Linked DNA regions of Mus musculus: all the other regions are linked to region 1. A link is a contact called in public promoter capture Hi-C data. All regions are on one chromosome and are shown on one strand. Each heading gives the region's core, a stretch centred on a gene start, on an enhancer-like site or on the middle of the called end of the contact. The rest is flanking DNA. Distances are from core to core; before and after follow the strand shown. Region 1 overlaps Fgf14 (fibroblast growth factor 14). Region 2 holds the start of Nalcn (sodium leak channel, non-selective). Region 3 holds the start of Itgbl1 (integrin, beta-like 1).

What was found. Promoter capture Hi-C pulls out the DNA fragments that hold promoters and counts their contacts.
Region 2: a promoter capture Hi-C map of hippocampal neurons shows a contact between it and region 1, with 5 times the contacts expected there. The contact joins the promoter of Nalcn here to the enhancer-like site in region 1. A contact is called at or near these places in 3 of 39 promoter capture datasets (embryonic stem cells, hippocampal neurons and stem cell-derived epiblast-like cells), 3 of 484 Hi-C or Micro-C datasets (the N1E-115 cell line, cortical neurons and forebrain), 5 of 115 datasets of contacts at active chromatin or transcription factors (embryonic basal ganglia, embryonic forebrain, embryonic midbrain and 2 more) and 1 of 9 other capture datasets (adipose tissue).
Region 3: a promoter capture Hi-C map of hippocampal neurons shows a contact between it and region 1, with 4 times the contacts expected there. The contact joins the promoter of Itgbl1 here to the enhancer-like site in region 1. A contact is called at or near these places in 4 of 39 promoter capture datasets (cranial neural crest, embryonic stem cells and hippocampal neurons), 2 of 484 Hi-C or Micro-C datasets (both in embryonic stem cells), 6 of 115 datasets of contacts at active chromatin or transcription factors (embryonic basal ganglia, embryonic forebrain, embryonic stem cells and 2 more) and 1 of 9 other capture datasets (embryonic stem cells).

The regions. Positions count from the first base shown.
Region 1 is chr14:124,194,317-124,198,243 of GRCm38.p6, forward strand. The region is part of intron 1 of Fgf14 (fibroblast growth factor 14); the gene reads right to left. Among named protein-coding and RNA genes, the nearest start is that of 1700024B18Rik, 210 kb to the left of the region's middle. Within about 2 kb of position 1,690, at least 8 of the 459 cell types and tissues checked have an H3K27ac peak or open chromatin away from gene starts, as enhancers often do. A contact at or near this core is called in cortical neurons and hippocampal neurons, where this site is marked.
Region 2 is chr14:123,625,521-123,629,447 of GRCm38.p6, forward strand. Nalcn (sodium leak channel, non-selective) reads right to left here and starts at 1,624. Exons shown (of 44, transcript NM_177393.4): 1 at 1,296-1,624. Gm46490 (a long non-coding RNA gene) reads right to left here. Exons shown (of 3, transcript XR_001781479.2): 2 at 3,682-3,796; 3 at 3,093-3,411.
Region 3 is chr14:123,658,102-123,662,028 of GRCm38.p6, forward strand. It overlaps Itgbl1 (integrin, beta-like 1), which reads left to right and starts at 2,039. Exons shown (of 11, transcript NM_145467.2): 1 at 2,039-2,305; 2 at 3,190-3,407. The coding sequence starts at 2,208.

The DNA.
Region 1 (3,927 bases), core at 440-2,939:
AAGTCTCTGAAGCAGTGTTGAACAAAAATGTACTATTTCCTTTGTTTTGGATAATAGTTAAAAAGTACTACAAAGATACGACTAGGCAAATAAGGGAAGTGTAGCCTACGATGTATTCCAGGGAAGCTGAACTTCTTCACCCAACAACTGATCCATATCTTCCCCTTGTAAGGAGTTCTTTTTCTTTCACTGCTCTTCCTTTAGATCTCCTTTCTTACTAGAGATGTGGAGAACATCTGCTGAAATGGTAGTGTGTGAATTTGGATCCAGGGCAGGTATTATTAGGTTTAGGGTAATATCGTTTTTGATATTAAGAGGTATGCCCTGTAAGATTATTCCCATCACTTGGCTGTTACATCTACAAACACCACAATTACTAAGAGGAATATTTTAGAGTTACCTTGTCTAAAATGTGTACTGCTTTGTCACCCATGAGTTTAAAGAGAAAACTGAGAAAAGGGGAACACCAATGTATTTTGAGTGTGTGTTTGTGAAGCAGTGTCGTGGTTCACAGAGAAGATTGTTTACAGAGAGATGAGCAACCCTAATAAAACATGGATAAAAGTATGACTGTTCTTTTGCTAAATCACAGGGGTAAAGAACCCTAATAAGCCAGACAGTGCACGCCTTTAATCCCAGCACTTGGAAGGCAGAGGCAGGAGGATTTCTGAATTCGAGGCCAGCCTGGTCTTCAGAGTGAGTTCCAGGACAGCCATGGGTACACAGAGAAACCCTGTCTCAAAACAATCAATCAATCAATCAATCAATCAATCAATCAAACAAACAAACAAACAAACAACCCTTAATAAGAGTCATTACTGCAAAGAATCCATTTGGATATTTGAAAAGTTCTAGTTTGGAATTTCTAAATGACTACATGATTAAAACAAACAGATTTACCTAAAGGTTTCGTAGTGGTTTTTTTTTTTTTTTTTTCTGGAGAATGAGATGAGATGCAAAGTGTAAAATGACCTTTTAAATTGAGTACAACTCCAGCAGCCAAGACATCATGCTATTAACTCGAATCGGATTGAGCTCCTTGTCATCACAGCTGTGTTCACTGGTTTGTTTGTTTGCCTGTTTGTTTCGTATTTCAGTCATATTTCCCAATCTTTGACTATAGGTAAGTCAGACTTTGGGCTTCATATGTCACCCCCTCTCCATTATTTATTGCACCTCAAGTTCCCGCTTGTTTGAGGTTCAGCACCGCGGACAGTGACGCTGGCCAGCCACACTTCATTGAAGAAGCCAGAATAGAGAAGCGCTGTCTGGCTATCTTGTAAAGGTCTCCTAGACTATATCTTCCCGTAAAGGCAATGTTTTGCCCCCTCTTTTTCTTAAATGGAAAGGAAATTAACCATCACTACTTCCACTGACTGTAATAACACACCTCGAGGCAGAAGCTTTCAACTGTTGGATACCAGAGAAGCATCCTGCCTGCTCGATCTTTCTATTAGGATCCCTGATGAAGTGTGTAGAAAGTCTCTCTGACAGTGAAATTTCTCAAATCTCCAGAGGCCCATTCTATTCGATGTGGCTTCGTATTTCAGGAGAATCTGAAGAAGGGAGTTGTATTAGGCAATCGGGGTCTTTTAGCTTAATCCTCGCATTTTCCTATTCCCTCTTCCAAAGGCTACTAGGCTGTTTACAGATAGAGATAAGTGAAAGAAAACGCAAGAGAGCCATCTGCTGTCTTAAGCTGTGATAAAAAGGCAGCGCTGAGCTGGAGAGAAACCAGGAGGGTGCAGAGGAAACCAAACATAAGGAGAATACAGACAAGGCTTCTTGCCTCAGAATCTCTTCAGACTTATTAATTTCACCTTTGACTTTATATAAAGCAACGAGAAAGATAGAAGGGAGAGAGGAGAGGAGAGGAGAGGAGAGGAGAGGAGAGGGGAGGGGAGGGGAGGGAGGAGATGAGAGAGAAGGTGAGGGAAGGGGAGGGAGGGAAAGGGAGGAGGGGGAAGGGAGGGGAGAGGAAGGGAGGGGAAGGGAAGGGGGAAAGGGAGGAGAGGGGAAGGGAGGGGAGGAGAAGGGAGGGGAGGAGAAGGGAGGGGAGGGAAGGAGAGGAGAGGAGAGGAGAGGAGAGGAGAGGAGAGGAGAGGAGAGGAGAGGAGAGGAGAGGAGAGGAGAGGAGAGGAGAGGAGAGGAGAGGAGAGGAGAGGAGAGGAGAGGAGAAGAGAGGAGAGAGGCTACTTAGGAAGATGGTGTTTTTCTGACTAAGCTCTTAGGTGTGTAAACTTCAATTTCAAGTGCTCTTGGTTCTTGGTTTCTGGTTCTTTTTCTTCTTTTCTTTCTTTGTTTCTTCCTTCTTTCCTTTTTAATTTATTTTTTGAGTCTGGAACTTCTTAAGGTGATCTCCAAAGTAATTTTAGTTTTTCTGCTTCAAGTTTTGCATCTTTTAAGCAGAGAGCAGAATCCATTCAGTTCTAAACAAAGTGCAGACTCTATGACAGTATCTTAGAGTATACAACAAATGCCAGCTATTTAGTATCATCCCCTAGACTATGTACTCATATCTTACACATTCTTTTCCAGTTTCAATGCTTTAATATCACAGCATATATTCTCAGGTAAGTTTTTCTCCTTCTGCTAATAGACATAAATTTACCCCTGTATTTCCATGCCTCCAAACTGCTGATCCAAATATCATCATGCCTCTCAATGTTATTGAGTCTGTGGGCAGTAAATAGTCCTAGCATGTAAAGTACCATAGAAACACCATTCTGAGGGAAGGCAAAGAATTGTTCCACCATTTGCTATACTTTAAGGTTTCTAGAAGATGCATAGTTTCAATGGGCCTGTCAGTCTAGATTTGTTGTTATTCTCTCTAACTGCTGGATCCTTACACTCATCCTTGCAATATAAAGTCTTGGCTAACATTAGAACCCAAGTGAGGGAAATATACTGTATAAATTCATCTGCATTTTGTTTACACTCTCTCAACACAGTTTTGCCCCCATGATTTTCATTACCCATAGGTTATTGTGAGACTTCAATGATGATACCAAACACTGTTGTGCATATCACACAACTGGGATTTAATAAATAGTAACTATTGGTGATCATTTAACTTGTCACCATTTATTCAGTTGATCCAGTTCTGATCAGAGTCGGTACAATACTAGGCAAGTCAACAGATTTTTAAGTGATAAAGAGAAACAAAGGGCTCTGCCCTTAGAACCTTAGTCTGGTTTATGTCTCAACATAGACCTCTTTTCTGAAAAACAAAAGAAAAACAAACAAACAAAAATTTTCTATTTACCCTACCATGATAAAAATGCAACAATGCATGCCTTTGCAAATATATCCACAATGCAGATATTACAGGTAATTTCCATTAACTGAAGAGCAAGCAATCTAGCTATCTCTACAAAGATGTACATTTGGCATCTCATTAACATGGCCAGCATTGAACTACTGTTTGTCTTCTTAAACATGATCTTTATTTAATCTTTCTCATCTCTAGAAAAGCAACTCCTTTCTCTTTCTTCTGTCCCAAATATTTGGAATCATACTAGCAAACCCCTTATATACCGTTACAGAAACTACTCAATTTTATTTTAAAAATATACACGCAATATAATCACAATGATCATCCTTTGACTCAATCAACCATTCCACCATCTGGACCACTGAAGTAGTAACCTAATGGGTCACTTGAGGTTCAGTGTTTTGTTTGTTTGTTTTCATACCTCAACACCTTAGCCAGATCACTAGAGGCAGGATTTAGATTATATCACAACCTTGTTCAAAATCCTGGTTTGTGTTTCACCTCTGCCTGCTTGTTTAATGAATTTGTAGAATACCCACAGTTTAACAAATCTCTATGGAATCTTTAGTATTTGGCTTATTTCCCCCCTTTTAAATATAAGCTTGTAAGAACACAGATTCTGTCTCTCTACTTATTGTCACATACATACCAAG
Region 2 (3,927 bases), core at 374-2,873, 570 kb before region 1:
TTTCACACAACTTTTTTCTTTTAGCTATTTGGCAAAGCTCAAGTTTTTCCCTTTCCTTATATGGATTTATCAAATAGATGGCACAAAATTATATCAGAGGAGATTGTAACACCCACATAGAACAGAACGGAACCAATCAATTCAGAAATCAATTTCTGAGGTTGTGGAGATTTGAGAAGGCATGGCTCTTATTTGGATTGTTGGACAATCTGGATATAAAAAGACTCCTGCTGTTAAGAAACTGCCACAGTCCCTGCTCCTCTCCCAGGTAACAAAGACACAGCAGAAGCTATGGAACAAGGAATCAAAAATTTAAAAACAAAAGCAAAAACAGCTACCTGTTAATTTTTGATCCCACATGAGAGATTACAGGAAAAAAAGCCACAAGGGGCCTCACTTCCCATTTCCCACAGGGAAATTGAGGAAATCTTCCAAAGGTCATGTGTGTGTGTGTGTGTGTGTGTGTGTGTGTGTGTTCACACATCCTTCACAATACAGTCCTTGGAAATTTGGGCCCAAAGCTGATTTTTTTTTTCTAGTAAAGGACATAGTGTCCAGGTTCGGGGACATTATGTTGTCTAAAGAAACATTAAAGTCAGAGAAATAACTAACCCCTAGGTCACAGTTCTGGACCCATTTCCAGACTCTAGCCAGGCCTTCCAAACTGGGCTCTTAAAGGTTCAAAGACAAAATGCAGTTGCTTTGGCAAGTCCAAACTTTGCTTGCTGATAAGGGTCACTCTAATGACAGCTGCTCAAACAGAACAATTAATAAAATGAGAGCAAATTAGCAAACAGCAGTCCGCAGGATTATGGGATTGGGCAAGGCCCAGAAGGCCTTCCCAAAAGCTGATGGAGCAGAGGTACTCCCCAAACCCTCCTCCCAGTATTGGGTTGACCCAGGTGAAGGCCAGAGGCAATTAAGGCCTTTAGCAATCAGGGCCAGCATAGTGAGGGTCTGGATGCATGTCAGCCCCACCCCCAGCCACCTGCTTCCCCCACCTCCAGCACCTGCTGGATGCCAAGGCTGGGCAGGCCCCATCCAGCGGCCCAAGGCTTCCCAAGGCCCACTTGGGAGCAACTTGCACGGGGGGCCAGAGGGCGCACAGTGGCGCACAGTGGCTCCCAGAGTCCCTTCCCTGCGCGCCCAGACTGAGCTGTCTGCCGCCTCCTGGATTCCCAGAACCCTGCCCAGGCCAGGCCCCAGCGAAGGGATAGCAGGACGCCTCCCGGCCTCCGGTGTAAGACGCTGTGCCCGCCTTGCCGCAGCCTCCAGGGCCAGCGGCCATAACCAACCTGTAACCGCAGCGCGCGGAGTAGTCATGGTGCTGAGGCTGCAGCGGCGGCGGCGGCAAGCGGGATCCGTGCGGGGCGCGCCGGCCTGAGCGGGTGGGGACGCGGCCCCTCACCTATGGCGGCTCAGTCAGCTCCGTGCTGGTTCTGCACTAGCATCTGCCGCACGAGCGAGGGGCACGGAGAGAGCTGCAGGAGTCCTGGCCTTGCGTTTATTCGCTTGCCTTTTGCTGTTGGCTTTGCTGCGCGAGCTACGGAGGATGCTCAAGGCAGCGCCGCCGCAGCTGGTGGCCAGTGCCAGGGTCCGTACTTGCAGGTGGCTTCCCTCTCTCCTCCAGCAGCCAGTCTCAGCAACAGCTGGGCAGTCTTCTCAGGCTGTTCTAGGGGCTCCTGCTTCTCTAGGCCTGTGTGCTACTGTAGTGCTACTTTATGCGCTCCTAAGTATGAAATTGCAAAGTAATAAATACATCAGTAATGTTTCAGTCTTTTAAATATGTCACCATGTAGATAGAGGCTAAAGGGTGTTCGTACATGGTTAACTCTATACTCTATTTGCAGCACCAGGGTAGGCTGAAGCTGAGGTCTTGTAGGGAATCCAGTAGAATAAGTGTAGGGACATTTTGCATCTCAACTACCTTGTTCAGGCCCAGGAGACACCGTCCACTGCACTCTCATTCCTAAAGGTTTATTTGCCTACAGTCAGCTTTAGCAATCATTCAGGAGTTCCCAGCCTGTGATTTCACTATCACATATACACAAAAGTATGCCTTTTGCAGTTGTCTTTGAAGCACAAAGGATCAGATGAAGCTTCCTCTAAAAGGAAACTTAAGTGAAAAACAACTGCCTGTCACAAAATGTTGTCTCTCTAGCAACCAACATAAAATTTCACACACACACACACACACACACACACACATACACACACACACATTTTAAACAAGCATTTTCTAGCCTTATATATTTAATTTCCCCCCTTTACAAAAAAACTAATCTTTACAACCCTATTAGGTTCTTTGTGGAGTTTTTTTTTTTGTTTGTTTTTTTTTTTTTTTTTGTTTCTCTTGTTGTTTGGTAGGTTTTTGTTGATGTTTCCTTAAAGGGGCATGTTAATAATCAGTGTTTCACAATATATAGAAATGTGAGATTGTTTTTTCATCAAATTGCTAAAAACTTCAGAATTACCAACTGTATAAAAAGCTGTAATTCAGACAAAGGATTAAACATTTTCATAATAAAATTAAAAATAATTTCAATACTGGTGTCTTAGTCAGGGTTTCTATTCCTGCACAAACATCATGACCAAGAAGCAAATTGAGGAGGAAAGGGTTTATTCAGTTTACACTTCCATACTGCTGTTCATCACTAAGGAAGTAGGACTAGAACTTAAGCAAGTCAGGAAGCAGGAGCTGATGCAGAGGCCATGGAGAGATGTTCTTTACTGGCTTGCTTCGCCTGGCTTGCTCAGCCTGCTCTCTTATAGAACCAAAACTACCAGTCCAGAGATGGTCCCACCCACAAGGTGCCTTTCCTCCTTGATCACTAATTGGGAAAATACCCCACAGCTGGATCTCATGGAGGCACTTCCCCAACTGAAGCTCCTTCCTCTGTGATAACTCTAGCATTTGTCAAGTTGACACACAAAACCAGCCAGTACAACTGGTAAATCCACAACTAATTTATTTTAAGTTTTATTACTGGTTCATTTCATCATCTCTGTTGCTACTTCCTTTTAAAACAAAAAACCTAAATAGTACTTTATTGCTAGTGTTAAAATACATAATGGTATATCACTCTTGGGGTTATAATTATAAATTAGAATTCTAGAAAAACATGATCATGAAACATGGTAACACCAAGATTTTGATAAAAAATTGAACAGCATTTTTTCAGTAGTGGTTTTTCACTATCTCAGCAATACTCTACATCAGACAGGCACTTCAGAACCTGCTCTGTCAGTAATTGTCATATCTCTACTGACAAATCTGATTCCTGTTTAGGAGCTACACATAGTCCCATGGTTGATGCAGTCTTTAAGAGTCTACGGGACCCAAGCAAAGTCCGTGGGATTCAGGAATGTACGGAGAAGCTCAACACATCCTTTCTGTAATCCAGGAATTCACTGTATAAAAAAAGAAACCATCGTTACAGAAGCAGACACTTGTATTCCAAATGCCTTACTAATCCACTCTACCTCCTCATTAGTCCTTTAATTTTCTTTCAGTCAAAATGGGAAAACATGGACAAATGTCTTCTCCAGAATTGCTCTTTTGTGAGTTCATGTGATTCACAGATTTTTCCATGTATTGCAATGTTTTTTTGACAAGTTAAGTTCAATTTCTAACATTTGAATACCTTGAGATTTTCGATTTATTATACAATGTTGAGCTACCTGATCAGGACACATCTGTAACCCAGATAGTAAGAAGCAGCTGGGAAAACCCCATGTCTCCTTTTTATAGGCATGCACAGTCTCCATTCACCTCTTCTTGCTTCAGCTTCTTGTCCTAGAAAGAGAAGTTTCCATGTGTGAGATATAGGGTTAAATTTGTATTAGACAGTGTGAGATAGAAGGGGAAGCAGTATAGATTCAGGGAGTTGTGCAGCAGAGCAGGAGAAGCCAAAACAATGTGCAACT
Region 3 (3,927 bases), core at 789-3,288, 540 kb before region 1:
TTCATATTAAAGCTTCTTGTTTTCACTGCAATTTCCTACTCAAGCTTTGAGATAGATGCTTCTCTGTTATTTCATCTTCCCTTCATCTCCAGGGTTCCCTGATGTTTACAGGAAAGCCCATCCACTTGTCTCCATTGTCTTAGGTATGGGTGGGAAGGAATGTAATGCTAACGCCCATGCTGGGAATGGGAAGACCACTGCTATATCGAGACACCCTTAGCCCCAGCCTTGTGTCCTATACATTGCAAGGCATCTCTTTTTCTTTGGTGAAAGCTGATTTCTTGCCGCACCACCGATTCAGTTGGTTTGATGAAGAAGCCCGAAGATGCACATTTCAAGCAAGTTTCCAGGTGGTGCTGATGCTGCTGATCCATGGACCCCACTTGGGAACCAGATTCCCATTCTGTCTCTCAACCACTGAACTCCCCTATCAGCCTCTCTTTAAAACAATCCTTCTCTACGAGATGAGCAGGTCATTTGGTGCAGGGAACCTGCCAACTTGGAACTCAGACTTTTCTTTCTGGGTCATACTCTGGTATGAATATCTCAGAATTCTCTCCTCAGAAAGCCTCTAATAGTACTCCATGTACTGTATACCTATTACAAGTCTATCCCCTGATGGACCTAAGGACTGATAAACGTCAACTCTTTACTGGTGTCCATGCAAAGCTCTTCTTGGTACAGATCTAAGCAAAGAGAGAAACACAAACGTGGTCAAGGGCACTTCTGTTCCTGCTTGCTCTAGCAGCCAGTATTGGGATGTATTGTACCTTTATCCACTTTCGGAAATGCCAGAGGAAATTCTTCCCTGCAGGAGCTTGTGTCTAACTTGAAAGCTTACAAAGCCATGTGTCCTATACATTGATTCCAGGGATCATCAACATCAGAAGACGCCTTTACATATAAAGTGTTCTTCAAGACTTTCCTCCATCTGCACACTCTCCCAGATGGCCATACGGTGTGGGTGACTCTGAGTGAACGCTGAGGTCCTACATGAGTCCCAGTGAATCATCAGTTCATATCTTTGATCTCAGGTTTTATCTTTAAAGTAGCGATAAAATAAAATTGCATCTCTTTTCTCTTCCACCCCCACATTTATCATCGAGGTTAAATCTTCCTTCTTTAGCCTTTCAGCTCAGCTCCTCCCTTCTTAGTTGTGATTGTTACCTGCATCTAATCAGGAAGTAATTTTCCATTGCAATCCCTGGTCCTCTGGAATTGGTGTTTTTGTTTTGATTGACAGTTTACCAGTCCTCTGCCTTCCTGAAAAGGAAGATGTCCCCTTTGTCCTTTGTATGCCTCTTCCATCTGGCACAGAGTCTGGTGCCTGATAGAAGTGTAATTAGCAAAACAATGTGTGATCATTCTCACAATCAGAATTAATATCAGAGGCTGGCGCTGAGTAGGTGACTAAAAAACACTGCTGATTTATTTTTTTTTTTTTTTAGTGCAAATCACACTTTAAACATATATTTTATTTTGTTTCTGCCTACTGAAATCACAGGAAAGAATAGCGTGGATTTGGAACAACTTTAATTTGGACTGTCCAAGTCAAGAAAAAAAAATGTGGCTGCGATAAGAAACTGGCCTGAATAACTGGAAGAAAAAAATACACCTTTTAGACATTTAGGGAATAAAATACCCATGGTTAAAGACAAAGCTTAATAAATACAAAGTTGTGATTGCCAGCTTTGTTCATTTGCATCTCTCAAGCCGCCAATGGGGCTTCTTTTAATACTGCTGGTGGAGGCGATTCCTTTCCGTGTTTACCATAGCCCTCCCCTTCCTTTTCACAATTCAGGAATTATTTTAACGGTGCCTTTCCAATCAGCCAGTCCAAATATCCTCTTGTTAAATATTTCGGGGGCCTGTACTTGAAGAAAGACAAGATTTTCTCAAATCTGTGAACAGGACACTTTTTTAAAATGTCAAAATAAACCATCTGCTTGTACAACTGTTTCTAATTACTTCCCTGCCTAGACTCTCCACTGGAGGAGTTTGGCACCCGCACCCCGCCCAAAGCGGATCCACTGCCCAAGTCTTCGCAGGCAACTGAGCTTCCAGGAGGAGCCCAGAACCTGTGAGCTCCGCTATCCCAAGTCCTTCTGCCTGGACATCTGCTGGTGACACTTCCTCCTGCTGCCTCGGGTGGAAGCCCCACCTAGCAGCAGTGCAGCTGGTCTGCCCTCCCTCCTGCAGAGCTCAGCATGCATCCTCCAGGCTTCAGGAACTTCTTGTTGCTGGTGTCCTCCCTTCTCTTCATTGGGCTGTCAGCTGCTCCTCAAAGCTTCTTACCATCTCTGAGGTAAGTTTGGTTTATTGTTGTTTGAGACACACCTGCCCTGCCGTGGGTAGCAGAATTCAAGCTTACAGATGACTGTCACAAGCCAAGAGCAGTTACTAAGTGGGACGTTAGATTAACAGTTTTCAACCTGTTCTGCCTTTTCTTTCCTTATATCTAACTTTAATGTTGCTTCATAATCTGTTCATTCACTTTTCCTTTGGAAAATTACTCATTGAATAAAGCGGATATCATTTCTCCCCCTGCAAATACATGTTAGGGTTTTTTTGTTTTTGTCGTTACTTTTACTTACCTCAAGTCAAAGATGTACTTATGCACACTTGTCTGATCCCATAGCCTGTAAGGCAGTCTTCTTTCCACTTTTTAATATAGCACCCGCTTGATGGCCCTGTCACACCTTGCATTGCATTTTGAAAAAGGCAACAAGTTCCATTCCAACTTTTAAAACATAGACTACTTAATGTCTGCTTCAAGTATAATTTAAAAGCATTACTTCCTACCATATGTATGATACATTAAACTTTTTCTATACATTCCTCTCTTTATTTTTACCAAGTAATCTCCCTCTAGCTATTAGATAGCAATGAGCGCTTTTTAAAGAGAAAGAACAAAAAGCCAGCCAAGGATCATACTTCAGACTAATTTGCATTTAATCAAAATGTGCATTTAAGATTCAGTGGCAATCCGCCAAGGAGCAAGAGGCCGTCGCCTCTGTCTACTGGAAGGTGCTATTTTTAGTCGTGTTTAAAACAACCTTTCAGAGGCTTGCTTGGCCCACAGAGAAATGAGGCTGCAGGCCTCTTCTCCACCGAGTGTGGGCTGGGAGTAGAAGGGGCGGGGTCTGTGTCTGACTGTGGCCTAGCTGTGGCCTTTCTTATCTCCTGCAGAAGCCTGTCGGGCGCCCCCTGCAGGCTGTCCCGGGCAGAGTCCGAACGCAGATGTCGTGCACCTGGGCAGCCCCCAGGGAGCGCTCTGTGCCATGACCGTGGCCGGTGCGAGTGTGGGGTCTGCATCTGTCACGTGACCGAACCTGGCACCTACTTCGGTCCACTGTGTGAGTGCCATGAGTGGATATGCGAGACCTACGACGGGAAAACCTGTGCAGGTAATGCAGAGGCGCTGTTTGTTCCCTAGGGAGTCACCTGCATCCAGTTATTACTATCAGAGGTCATGCTTCTATGAATTTTTGGCATCATTTATTACAATATTTCTTTTCTTCTGGGACTCTCACTTAAGTGAAAACTATAAATATAAGCCTATATTATATGCTTATAAAATATAATAACAAACATATATGTATATATAAATATATTAGATATAAACATATATTGAAATATATATATAAATATGTATTATATATACATACTTACATTCTACATTTCACTTGCCTCTCCTGTGGCTCCTAATCATGGACTTGATTCTTCACAGCCTCACAACTAGAGTTACCTTGATGGACTCCCTTACCCCTCTCAGACATGTTACCTATCATATTTGAAGATTCTGATCCTCATTTTATAGACAATATAGGGAAGCAGGCAGGTTGCATCTTTGAGCTCTACTTTGCCTTTCATTTTTAGGGTGTGCTTCACAGAGAGATAGAGAGGAACATATCTAAAACCATGATA